Linked DNA regions of Sus scrofa: region 1 is linked to region 2. The links are chromatin contacts, called in public Hi-C maps. All regions are on one chromosome and are shown on one strand. Each heading gives the region's core, a stretch centred on a gene start, on an enhancer-like site or on the middle of the called end of the contact. The rest is flanking DNA. Distances are from core to core; before and after follow the strand shown.

The links. A called contact is a pair of places that touch in the nucleus more often than the background predicts.
Region 1: a Hi-C map of liver shows a contact between it and region 2, with 2.2 times the contacts expected there. The contact joins two enhancer-like sites. A contact is called at or near these places in 3 of 47 Hi-C or Micro-C datasets (all in liver) and 1 of 2 datasets of contacts at active chromatin or transcription factors (alveolar macrophages).

Annotation. Positions count from the first base shown.
Region 1 is chr8:96,659,163-96,665,360 of Sscrofa11.1, reverse strand. All of the region lies in intron 3 of LOC102166663 (a long non-coding RNA gene), which reads left to right. Among named protein-coding and RNA genes, the nearest start is that of PGRMC2, 31 kb to the left of the region's middle. Within about 2 kb of position 1,895, at least 5 of the 83 cell types and tissues checked have an H3K27ac peak or open chromatin away from gene starts, as enhancers often do. A contact at or near this core is called in alveolar macrophages and liver, where this site is marked.
Region 2 is chr8:96,469,405-96,475,038 of Sscrofa11.1, reverse strand. The region is part of intron 2 of JADE1 (protein Jade-1); the gene reads left to right. Among named protein-coding and RNA genes, the nearest start is that of JADE1, 92 kb to the left of the region's middle. Within about 2 kb of position 3,973, at least 32 of the 83 cell types and tissues checked have an H3K27ac peak or open chromatin away from gene starts, as enhancers often do. A contact at or near this core is called in alveolar macrophages and liver, where this site is marked.

The sequences.
Region 1 (6,198 bases), core at 646-3,145, 190 kb before region 2:
ATGGTAGTAGTGGGCTATGACTTTATCACCAGCCTCTAGAAGGATAGCTGCATGAGACTAGGTTTTCATTACATGTTTCATTGTATGTAGTGGGTTTGTGGGTTTTAATAGGCATTTACACATAAGAGTTGAAGTCTCCTATTTGTCTTGGATTCTTATGTACTGTTGACATTAGGAGACGTTCTCAGGAGTTCCCGTTCTAGCTCAGAGGGTTAAGAATCCAACTAGTATCCATGAAGATGTGGGTTCGATCCCTGGCCTCGCTCCGTGGGTTAAATGATCTGGCGTTGCAGCAAACTGCAGTGTAGGATGCAGACGTGGCTCAGATCTGGGCTTAGATATTATTGGTGTGTGCTGCAGCTTTAGTGAAGACCAGCAGCCATAGCTCCAATTTGACCCCTAGCCAGGAACCTCCATATGCTGCAGGTGCCAACCTAAAAAGAAAAAAAAAAAAGAGGAAAAAAATTTCTCAGCTCAAGATAGGCAGTGGATAGGGCCTGGAGTAATAATCTACTTTATCCTCCAAAAGGAACAACAGTGTTCATTTCCAAGCTCAATGGAGAAACAACTCCCTCTGACCTCTCCCTCTTCCTAGTTTTCTTTCTGGAATTGCAGATTTCTTATCTTAGTATTTATAAAACTTGCCTAATTGTAAAAATTATCTGAAGTGCTGGTGAAAAACACAATTTTCTGGGTCCTTGCCAGACCTATTGAATCAGAATCTGAGGGACTGCTTGGTTTAAACAAGTACCCTGGATAATTTTTACAATCCTGGCAGATTTGGGAAACAATAGTTTATTGAAGCAAATTCATAGCTGTCGACTCACACATTTGCTTAGCTCACCTTTGGAGAGAGGTGGCCGACAATTCCGTCTTCAGGAGAATAGCAGCCAGGCAGGTCCTGTTCTTATTCTACTCTGAATACAGCTGTGGCAATGACTGGATGAAGTGTAGCACAGGAGGTCAGACCAGTGTAGGAAGATCATCTTCCCCACCCAATGTCATCATCCAGATGACTGCCACAGCCCTTTGCCTCAGTGAAGAGCAAGAAATGTATAGATGGGGTTATTTTCTCTGTGTCACTTGAAACTTCAAAATTCTTCCTTATTGCAATAATTATGTACATGATAGGTTGCGTGTACATTTAGAAATTTTCCTTGTGCTTTCTCCATGTGGCAATTGGGTTATTTAAAATTCAGTTTATGTACCCAAAAAATTGCTTCTTCATTAATCCCAGTGGCAGTAATTTGAAAGAAAAGCAGAGTTTATGCAACTGTAGGTCATTGTCCAGATCTGGAATAGTATTCCCTGAAGTAGGCTGGTCCCAAAGTTGGGAAATATTGGGGATTTTTGAGTTTAAACTCACTTCCTGGAATACTCTGCTCACCCAGTGCCATCAGGGCCCTCCTGCTGTCCTCCAGCTGCCCGCTCTCTCTCCTCTCTCTCCCCTTCCTTCATGGCAGAGCCCCATGCTCCAAAATCATTTTGCTTCCCCTTTAAATTCTTCTTCTGAGTCAAAAGATGAAATAGAATGGCAACAACAAAGCATAACCCAGTAACTGATCCTCTAGATTTGGTTAGATCTGCTACTAGCCAGCTTGTACAAAGAAAGTAATGGATGAAATGAACACATGTCATCCTGGGAATGACTAATTGATAACTTACTGCATTAACAAAATGTCCCAGGGATACTGGCATTCGAAGACAATGTGTCTTAAAGGAATAAGTCTCAAATATCGCCTTTCAGGCAGTTTCAAACCAAAGCGAGGGCAAATTTGGGGCAAAGGGATCTTTAAATCACACCACAAAGGCCATAGTTCACTCTACTATCCGAGGTCAGCTGTTGCTCTTGGAAACACAGTGATATGGTGTTCAGGTCAGGGAAGCATGCTTGCTTCTGGTTAAAGGACAAGACCAGGCTTTTCTCCCCACCCTCTTGGTCTCTCTTATCTCCAGCAGGGCACTACATGGGTACACTTTGTGCAGGGTGGATTGTCACAGAAGCAAACAGTCCCAAATAGCTGGGAGTTTTGGAAATCCATAGGTAGGGTCCTTGCATTTTTGATATTTAAGGCTGTTGATTTGTGGACTAAATGTGTGTCAGAGCACTTTCACATTGATAGAATCAAGAACCTTTGGCACAGGCTTTTATCACGATGTATAAAGGTGAAAAATTGATTGGAAGAAAATGTAGTACTTTATTCCTGCTTGTGTCAGTTGAAAGTGTAGTCTCCATGTCTGTCTTTGTCACTGAAATAATAAATTTGAATTTGACCAGGTAGGCTTTTTTCCTTCATTAAAGGATTTTGCATTAGGAAATGGAAAAATTTGACAGTATAAATGCAGAGTGAATAGTAGAGTAAGCAAATTGTACCTCCTCCAATAAATCTACTCATTCATTGGGCCCTGTGTTGCAACATTTTGTGGTACAAAGCTCAGTCATTCATTAGGCCGTGAGTTGCAACATTTTAGGCTGTCCTTGGCTCCTCAGGTATCATGACTACTTGGTGATTTTTAGTGATGGAACAGACCTGCAGAGAAAAGACTGGATGTGGCTCTGTTGAATTTCATTTTTCATCCCACCCTTACCCATTTAGTCCTTTTCATATTAAAGAAAAATCTGAAATGTTGGCAACAGAACTTTGATGGGCCTGATTTCCATCTACAAGGTGCACTGAATGATACTGAGGAAATTTTTTAGCTCAAGACTAATGATTAAATATTCCAAGACACCTATTTCCCTGAGTGCCTTTGTATTTAATGCAGCTCTTTGAGTGACTTTGAGTTAGAGTGTTTAAATTACTTGTTCTTGCAGTTCCCATTGTGGCTCAGCGGAAATGAACTCGACTAGTAGTATCCATGAAGATGCGGGTTCAATCCCTAGCCTCATCAATGGGTTAAAGATCTGGCATTGCCATGAGCTGTGGTGTAGGTTACAGACGCGGCTTGGATCCCATGTTGCTGTGCCTGTGGTATAGGCTGGCAGCTGCAGCTCTGATTTATTCTCTAGCCTGGGAACTTCCATATGCTGCAGGTGCAGCCCTAAAAAGCAAAATAAATAAATAAATAAATAACTTGTTCTTCAACTATATTTAAAGAAACAAGTGTAGATATTTTATTTATTTATTTATTTATTTGTCATTTTAGTGCCACACCTGCGGCATGTGGATGTTCCCAGGCTAGGGGTTGAGTCAGAGCTGTAGCTGCTGGCCTACGCCACAGGCATGGCAACGTGGGATCCAAGCCGTGTCTGCTACCTACACCATAGCTCATGGCAACGCCAGACCCTTAACCCAATGAGCGAGGCCAGTGATCAAACCCACGTCCTCATGGATACTAGTTGGGTTCGTTAACCATTGAGCCAGGACGGAAACTCCCAAGTGTACATATTTTATTATGAATGAATGGTTGCCATTTTTGTTGCTGTTTTTATTTCATTTTTATTTTTAGTGTGCCTTTTTTTTTTTTTTTGTCTTTTGTCTTTTTAGGGCTGCACCCGAGGGATATGGAGGTTTCCAGGCTAGGGGTCAAATCAGGGCTCTAGCTGCCAGTTCCCAGCAATGTGGGATCCAAGCCACATCTGCAACCTATGCCACAGCTCGTGGCTATACCAGATCCTTAACCCACTGAGCAATGCCAGGGGTTGAACCTGCATCCTCGTGGATACTAGTCGAGTTTGTTAACCACCACTGAGCCACAACCGGAACTCCTGATGCTGTTTGAGTTGGGAAAACTGAAGTACAGGGATTTAAAAAAATTTTTTTTTCCATGAACATCTTTTTAATACTACTTTAAAACTACCAAAACATCAAACTTTTTTGGTCCATTAATTTTCTTTTTTTTTTTTTTTAAATTATTGAAGTATAGATGACTTACAGTGTTGTATTAGTTTCAGGTCTTCTATAGCGAAGAAAATCAGTTATACATATATCCATCATTTTTTCCTATAGAGGTTATTACAAATTATTGAGTAGATTTCCCTGTTACATAGTAGGTTCTTATTAATTATCTACTTTATTCAGTAGTGTGTATATGTTATTTCCCTCCTCCTAATTCATCCCTTCCAGCCACGGTTTCTCCTATAGTAACTGTAAGTTTTGATTTTGAGATCTGTGAGTTTGTTTCTGTTTTGTAAATAAGTTCTTTTATATTGTTTTAATTAGAATTCACATATAAGTAATAACATATGATATTTCTCTTTCTCTGTCTGACTCATCTCACTTAGTATGATAGATAATCTCTAGGTTCATCCATGCTGCTGCAAAAGCTATTATGACATTCTTTTTTGTGGCTGAGTCATATTCCATTACACACACACACATCACATCTTCTTTATCCATTTTTCTGTGGATGAACATTTATGTTGCTTCTGTCTTTGCTATTGTAAGTAGTGGAGCAATGAACACTGGAATGCATATATCTTTTTGAATTATGGTTTTCTCTGGATAAATGCCCAAGAATGGGATTACAAGATCATATGGTCATTCTATATTTAGTTTTTAAAGGAACTTCCCTACTGTCCTCCATAGTGGTTGCATTCCTACCAACAATGTAGGAGGGTTCTCTTTTCTCCATACCCTCTCCAGCATTCATTGTTTATAGATTTTTTTGATGATGGCCATTCTGATTGGTGTGAGGTAATGCCTCATTGTAGTTTTGGTTTACATTTCTCTGTTAATTAGTGGTGTCAACCATCTTTTCATATGCTTTTTTGGGCATCTGTCCCTATTCTTTGGAGCCATGTCTATTTAGATATTCCATACTTTTTTTTTTTTTTTTTTTTTTTTTTTTTGTCTTTTTGCCTTTTCTTGAACTGCTCCTGCGGCATATGGAGGTTCCCAGGCTAGGGGTCTAATTGGAGCTATTGCTGCTGGCCTACACCAGAGCATAGCAACACGGGATCCGAGCCTTGTCTTCAACCCACACCACTGCTCACAGCAATGCCGGATCCTTAACCCACTGAACAAGGCCAGGGATCAAACCCACAACCTCATGATTCCTAGTCGGATTCATTAACCACTGAGCCATGACAGGGAACTCCGTTGTTTTTTGTTTTTAATACTGACTTTAATTCCCTCTGTGGTATAATACATCCTTTTTTTTTTTTTTTTTTGTCTTTCCGTTTTTCTCGGGCCACACCCATGGCATATGGAGGTTCCCAGGCTAGGGGTCTAATTGGAGCTGTAGCTGCCGGCCTATACCATAGCCACAGCAACACAGTTTCCGAGCCTTGTCTTCGACCTACACCACAGCTCATGGAATGCCGGATCCTTAACCCACTGAGCAAGGCCAGGGATAGAACCCATGTCCTCATGGATGCTAATTACGTTCATTAACCACTAAGCCATGACGGGAACTCCTAGATATTCCATACATTTTTTTGATTGGGTTGTGTATTTTTTTGATATGTATGCGATGTTTGTGTAATTTGGAGATTAATCCCTTGTTGGTTTCTTCCTTTGCAAATATTTTCCTCCATTCTTTTTTTTTGTTGTTATTGTTTCCTTTGCTGTGTAAAAGCTTTTAAAGTTTAATTAAGTCCCATTTGTTTATTTTTGTTTTTGTTTTCATTACTCTAGGAGGTGGATCCAAAGAGACATTGCTATGATTTATGTCAAAGTGTGTTCTGCCTATGTTTTCCTCTAGGAGTTTTATAGTATCTGGCCTTACTTTTAGGTCTTTAATACATTTTTAGTTTATTTTTGTGTATGGTGTTAGAGAATGTTCTAAGCCATTCTTTTACATGTAGCTGTCCGGTTTTCCCAGCACCACTTATTGTAGTGACTGTCTTTCCTCCATTCTTGCCTTCTTTGTCATAGATTAATTGACCTTAAGTACATGGGTTTATTTCTGGACTTCCTATCCTAGCACAGGGATTTTGGATATAGATTGAAAAAAAAATACACAATCTAAACGTTGAGAATTATGTTTTATTTGGCAGACACAACTGAGGACTTAAGCCTGGGACGTAGCTTCTCAAATAGTTCTGAGAGACAGCTCTGAAGAGGTAAGGGAGGAGGCAGGATATATAGGAGTTTTTTTTAATAAAGACCAGGCAGTCAGAACATCAAAGATTATTGTTAATTAAAGAAAACCAGATATCTCAAGTTATGAAACTTAGTGCTTTTTCATGTATGGAAAGATGCAAGAGTTAGGGCTCACCAAAATCATTCCTCTGATATGTAGGAATGATTTCAT
Region 2 (5,634 bases), core at 2,724-5,223:
ATACACCTCACTACAAAATATATAATGTCAGATCTGTGGCCCCAATAAGATAGCAACAAAAGTGATTAATAGTTTGTTTTAATGAGGCAACTGGTATTTAATAAGTTATTGATTTTTCTCAGCATCTTACTAAAATGTGAAAAAAAAAATCTCTACTCAGAAGGTAGTATTGATTAAGTATGAATTGAATTCGTACATTGGGATTCATGCTTTGTTATCTCAGGGCCAGTGCATATACCCTGATTAATATTGATTGCACTGTGGCCATCAGTGAATTCTCAAGGCATCATTTTCAGTCAAGAAAAAATGAATTGTTTCGTGTGACCCTGAAATCACTTTGTAGCAGATTCAGAGAAAGTCAGGTTGTTGATGACTCAGAGCACGTGGCCACAGATTTAATTTGTTGAACTGAGTTTAATTTGTTCCAGTGGTTTCAGTGTTATAGTTATGCTTAGGAATTGTTCCCTGTTGATATTCTTGGACTTCATTTTTCATGCACATTTTTCTCTCTCCGGTATGTTCCTCCTAGTTTCCACAAAGCAAACTTCTACTCATCCTTCAAGACCCCATTCAAAAGTCATCTCTGTGACCTTGTTCTTGATTCCCTTGGAAACATTTTGTTCTCCTGGGTCCTCTCACCACCCTTTATTGTATGTAAGTCCTCAGTACAGAGGGATAAATGGCAGTAATTATGTTTTATATCTGCTCTCTACTAAACCCTGAGGTTCTTTTGGACAGGGTTGTATACTATCTTTTGTGATTTATTTGCCTCTGATAATCCCCAGTACCCAAAAACAAAGTACACAGCTGGCAAAGTATAAATACCTGCTGTTGTTACACATTGGGTAGGTGTCTCTTTACAATATCAGAATCTGAAACTTGGGTCCCACAGGATTTAGATGGGATTTATACTGTCAAATTTGGGAGTCACAGGTATCTCTGTACCAAGTATCTTCATTACTCTCATTACTACCATTACTGATGCAGTGCTTGCATGGGTTACTCTGTGCTAAGCACTTTAAAAGCAAAATCTCACTGATTTCTCACTATGGAGGAAGATCACTATTATGGTCTCTGTTTTAGAGATAAAGAAAATGAGACCTAATACTTTTCTCAAGGTCAAATCACTAATAAGTGGTGAGTCAGGGAGTTAAATCAACATCTTTTCTTCAGTCCAAAGCCCATGTCTACAGTGTGATCTGAGATACTCTGGGAAAGGCTCATCTAAACCAGAAACTCAAAATTCCACCCTTAAGTGATTTTTTTTTTTTTTGAGTCTTGTAGGCTTTATAGGGGCAGTAGGGATAAGAGGGTGAAACATACCCAAAGAGAGTGTTCTAGTATATTGGAAATAGTTGGTGAACTGTAATATTTTAAGTTCCTGCCAACTAATTTCTCACTATGGGTCAGTTGACAATTATAAAAGCTTTCCCTTTAGCAATAGTTTACATGGGAAAGAGGAGCCAGAAAGGGGCAGAGAGGAAGAGAATATCTGAAAGGAGAGTAGAAGGTGCTAAAAACTAAAGAAAGGGAGGAAGGGTCCTTTTGGTCTTTATAAGGGCTCTAAGTGCCACTGAGGTAATGGTGTTACTTCAGGTAGATCAAAGTGAAGGGCAAATGCAATGCCCATCCAGAGCATTTTTTGGGTTTCCTGTTGCTGCTGTAATAATAATAATTTGTGGTAACTTGCACAGACTTAGTGGCTTAAAACAACACATATTTATCCACCTATAATTCTGGAGCTCAGAAGTCTGAAAGGCTCTCACTGGGTTAAATTCAAGGTGTCAGCAGAATTGTATTCTTTCTTGAGGCTCTAGGGAAGAACCATTTCCTTGCCTTTTCCAGCTTTTAGAGGCTGGAACCTGCATGCCTTAGCTTGTGGTCTCTTCTTCCATCCCCAAAGCCAGCAGCATAACTTCCAATCTCTCTGGCTCTAACTCTGGCCCTTACTCTCTTGCTCCTCCTTTCACTTATAAGGACCAGTGTGATTACACTGGGCCACTTGGATAAACAGGGTTATCTCCCAATTTCAAAGTCCGTAACTTAATCATATCTGCAAAGTCTCTTTTGCCATATGTAGGGTTCCATGTTCTGGGGATTTGGCTGTAGACATCTTCAGGGTGCAGTAGTCTGCCTACTGCAAGTGTGGATACAGTGGAAGTTAGGGATCAGGAGACTCGGTTCCAATCTTGGTACTATCATTGAGGAGTTATGTGCCTTGGGGCAAAGTCTCAACTTCTCTGGGTTATTGCCTCCTAGGTGCCTTTACCTAAACACTGGGAGGCACGACTCCAGCTAATTAAAAGCCAACCCTGTTTTACACACCTGCAAATGACACTGTAGCATTTATTTAAGGCCATTTCTGAACATGTCATTAGTCCTTCTAATGGTGTTTCTGCAGGTTCTCCGCTGAATTCAGCTTACCGTTCTACATTTACTTACACTTTGCCTGCAGAGTGTGTAAGTTTTCAATTTCTCGTTTTAAATAAGGGGCTCCAATTCTGTAGCATGGCTGATGCATTAAATATCCACAGCCAAATTGCTTAACGCCCAGGTTTTTTTTCCCCTTCAAATTAAAGCTTTTAAAACACTGAGACTCCATGCTGGCTGAATGACACACACAGACTTTCTGCTGGCTCTCGGGGGCAGGCGATACTGGTTCCTGTCAAGTTCTAAATCTGGATGCTTTTTTATAGTGGAACAACTAAAAGGAATTGCTTCCTTATGATATATAACTACTACTTATTATAGACTGATCCATTTTGCAGCAGGGAGGTGGCAGGCAGGGGGCTGGAGGAAGAACAAGAACCAATCTTAGAACTGAGAGAAAGTAACCTTCTAATTGCCTTTTCCATGACAGCATCATAAGCTTCTTTATGGCAGCTTTATTTCAAAGTGACCTGCCACACAGCTCTAATTTTTCTGGTGTCACTCATGCAGGTTTAAAAAGTGATTGGTTTTATGGCTTTTATTTGGGAATTTGTCAAGGTTTCACATTTGTGGCCTAATACTCCATAATTTGGTGTTTAAAGGGATATTGGTGAGTAACCTCCTTGGGCCCACAGGTGCCTTTAGTGATCACATCTTTATGCCTAGCAGGGAAATCTCTATAATTTCTTTTATGCTACAGTAAACCTTTGCTGTCAGGAAACTCCATTCCAGGTTCCAGGGGACTTCTGGCATCCTGGGATGGGAGAAAAGCCTTTCAAGCTTCGTGATCAGATTGATATTTAAACCTAATTTGCATGAAATGTACTTCAGGTGTTAGTAAACCCCACTCCGGTCAGCATATTCCGGCCATCCAGATTTACACATACGCACTCTCTTTTATGACTCACGGTCTGGAAATGAAAAGCGCTGGACTCTGAATCCAATCCCTTTCTCTCTCTCTCTCCCCCTCTCTCCCTCTCTCTCTCCCCCTTTCTCCCCCTCCCTACATCCCCCCTTCCCTCCCTCTCTCTCTCCCTCCCCCCACCCTTAGGATCTCAAAACCCCTAACAGATGTTTTTAAAAGCCTCACTTTTGAGGGCTGTTTTGGCCCCCTGCCACTGTGTGTACTTTTAGGTTTAATGAAAATTGGTGCCTCCCAAGCTCTACTCTCAAGGGGGAAAGCGGCTACTCTCTGGTGAACTTGCTGGTTCTTGCTCAGGAAGAACACACGGGGCTGGTGAGGTCGTTTGTAAACACACACACACAGACACACACACACACACACAGACACACACACACACACAGACACACACACACACACACACACACACACACACACACACACACACACACACACACACCCCTACACCTGCTTCGTTTTTGGCTCCTTGCTCTCCCGGTTGCCTGGGTTGCCTCAGTTTGGTGCATACCTGCTGGTGTTTATCACAGTTGGCATTTCTCTCCCTCCAGTGCGCCTCAGTGTAGCCGGTGCTTATTTGAGCAGCAGGCGATTTTTCTGAAGTGACCTCCGCAGGGCAGGAGATTTATGATGGCGTTAGCTTTCATTATGTGTCGAGGCTGCCTCGTGAGCTCACTGCATCGCTGTCAGAGGAAGAGCAGAACGCTTCCCAGAATAAGCCTCCGGTATTATCTTTGAACATATGTTCTTGATTAAATGAGAAGAGGAAAGTCTCTTCGTTTTTCCCATTTGGAGGTTAAAGTGGAGGGTTTGTCTAAAAACAGATTGCAGTAAATTGTGGGTTTATTTGAACAGTATGTCAACATTATTTACTCATGGAAAAAAAAAATCTCAAATTGATAGGTTTCTTTTAATTACCTCATCCTGAAAGCTGCTCTCAACAAACAGCAAATATTTCAGAAGCCATTTGGATAAGTCTGGAAATGTTGAATTACTGGAAACCTGCCGAGAATAATACCTTTGAAAATGTTTCCATAGTACTAAGTATAAGAAAACTTGATTAGGAAACAGCTTGTCTCTGAGCATACTGGGTATTGCCTTCTGCGATCTTGCTGGCCTCCTTGTAAAAGATGGCTTGCAAGATTCTTGTCTGATGCCCATCATGCCACCTTTCATGCCACCCCGAAAACAGGTACTTTTCTGGAGCTAGGTGTCACTGTCTGTCACTCAGACCAGAGAGGCCTTGTTTAACCCCACTATGATAATGTCTGCCTCTTGGGCTCCGTCCAGGAAACACAAAAGCTGAATGAAAGAAGTTCAGTAATTGAGTGAGTCCAAAGAGCTCTGCTAGCAAATCTGGGCCAAAGTCCATTTTACGGACAATGTCCTTTGACTTCATTGCTTAGTCCTGACTAGCAGAAAAGATGATCTGATAGACACAGCCATTCCCAGGGCCCAGACCCATTTGGGGGGTGAGGGAGGTAGCTGAGGGGAAGATGACAAGGAGACTTATATGTAAGCCACTCATCTACACTTACACCCCTGGGCTCATGTCCTTTTGTGCCTTCCTTGCTTGTGATGTTTGCTTTTTGTGTGTGTAAGGGACTGAGGAGTGGTGGCAAGTGTCCTATATGTGAGAGTTTGGAGTGGATTTGGGGCCAGTTCACCATGATTTACCCTGGTCTCAAGTGCTTTGCACACATTCCATACTTTGGGTGACATTCCATGTAGCAATGTATTATATTGGGTTTCCTTCTTGGGAAACTTCTAAGCTATGTATCTCATTAAGAGCATTTCATATGACATGGGCATGTGCAGGGCTGATTTCAGGACTTCTATGTGTGCTTATATAGTTGTTTGAGTATTAAAAATTGTTAAATATTGATAGCTCTACCAGTTGGTAAATAACTGCCTGAAAGCCACTACCCAGCATGAAGAGGGAGCCTTCACAACTGTGAAGGGACACTGGAGCCTCATGGCCCTCGGTTGAATGTGCAGTTGCCAGTAGCTTGAGCTTCAGAGAAGCTTTCCTGTGCCTATGTAACCCTCTAGGCAGCCAGAGTGCTGAGCTTCCTTGGCCCCAGTTTGGGTTTGTGTGGAGGAGGTCAGACAAAAGAGATTTGTCAGGGCAGTGTTCCCAGTCATGCCAACAAAATTCACTTTTTAAAAGTTTTGAGTTATTGGGGATATCAAAGCTTCTTTCTTCCTACCCTTGCAAATCTTTTCCTCCACATACCAGTGTGAAGTCCAGAGCCTTCACTGTGGAGACCAGTTCAAGGACGGAA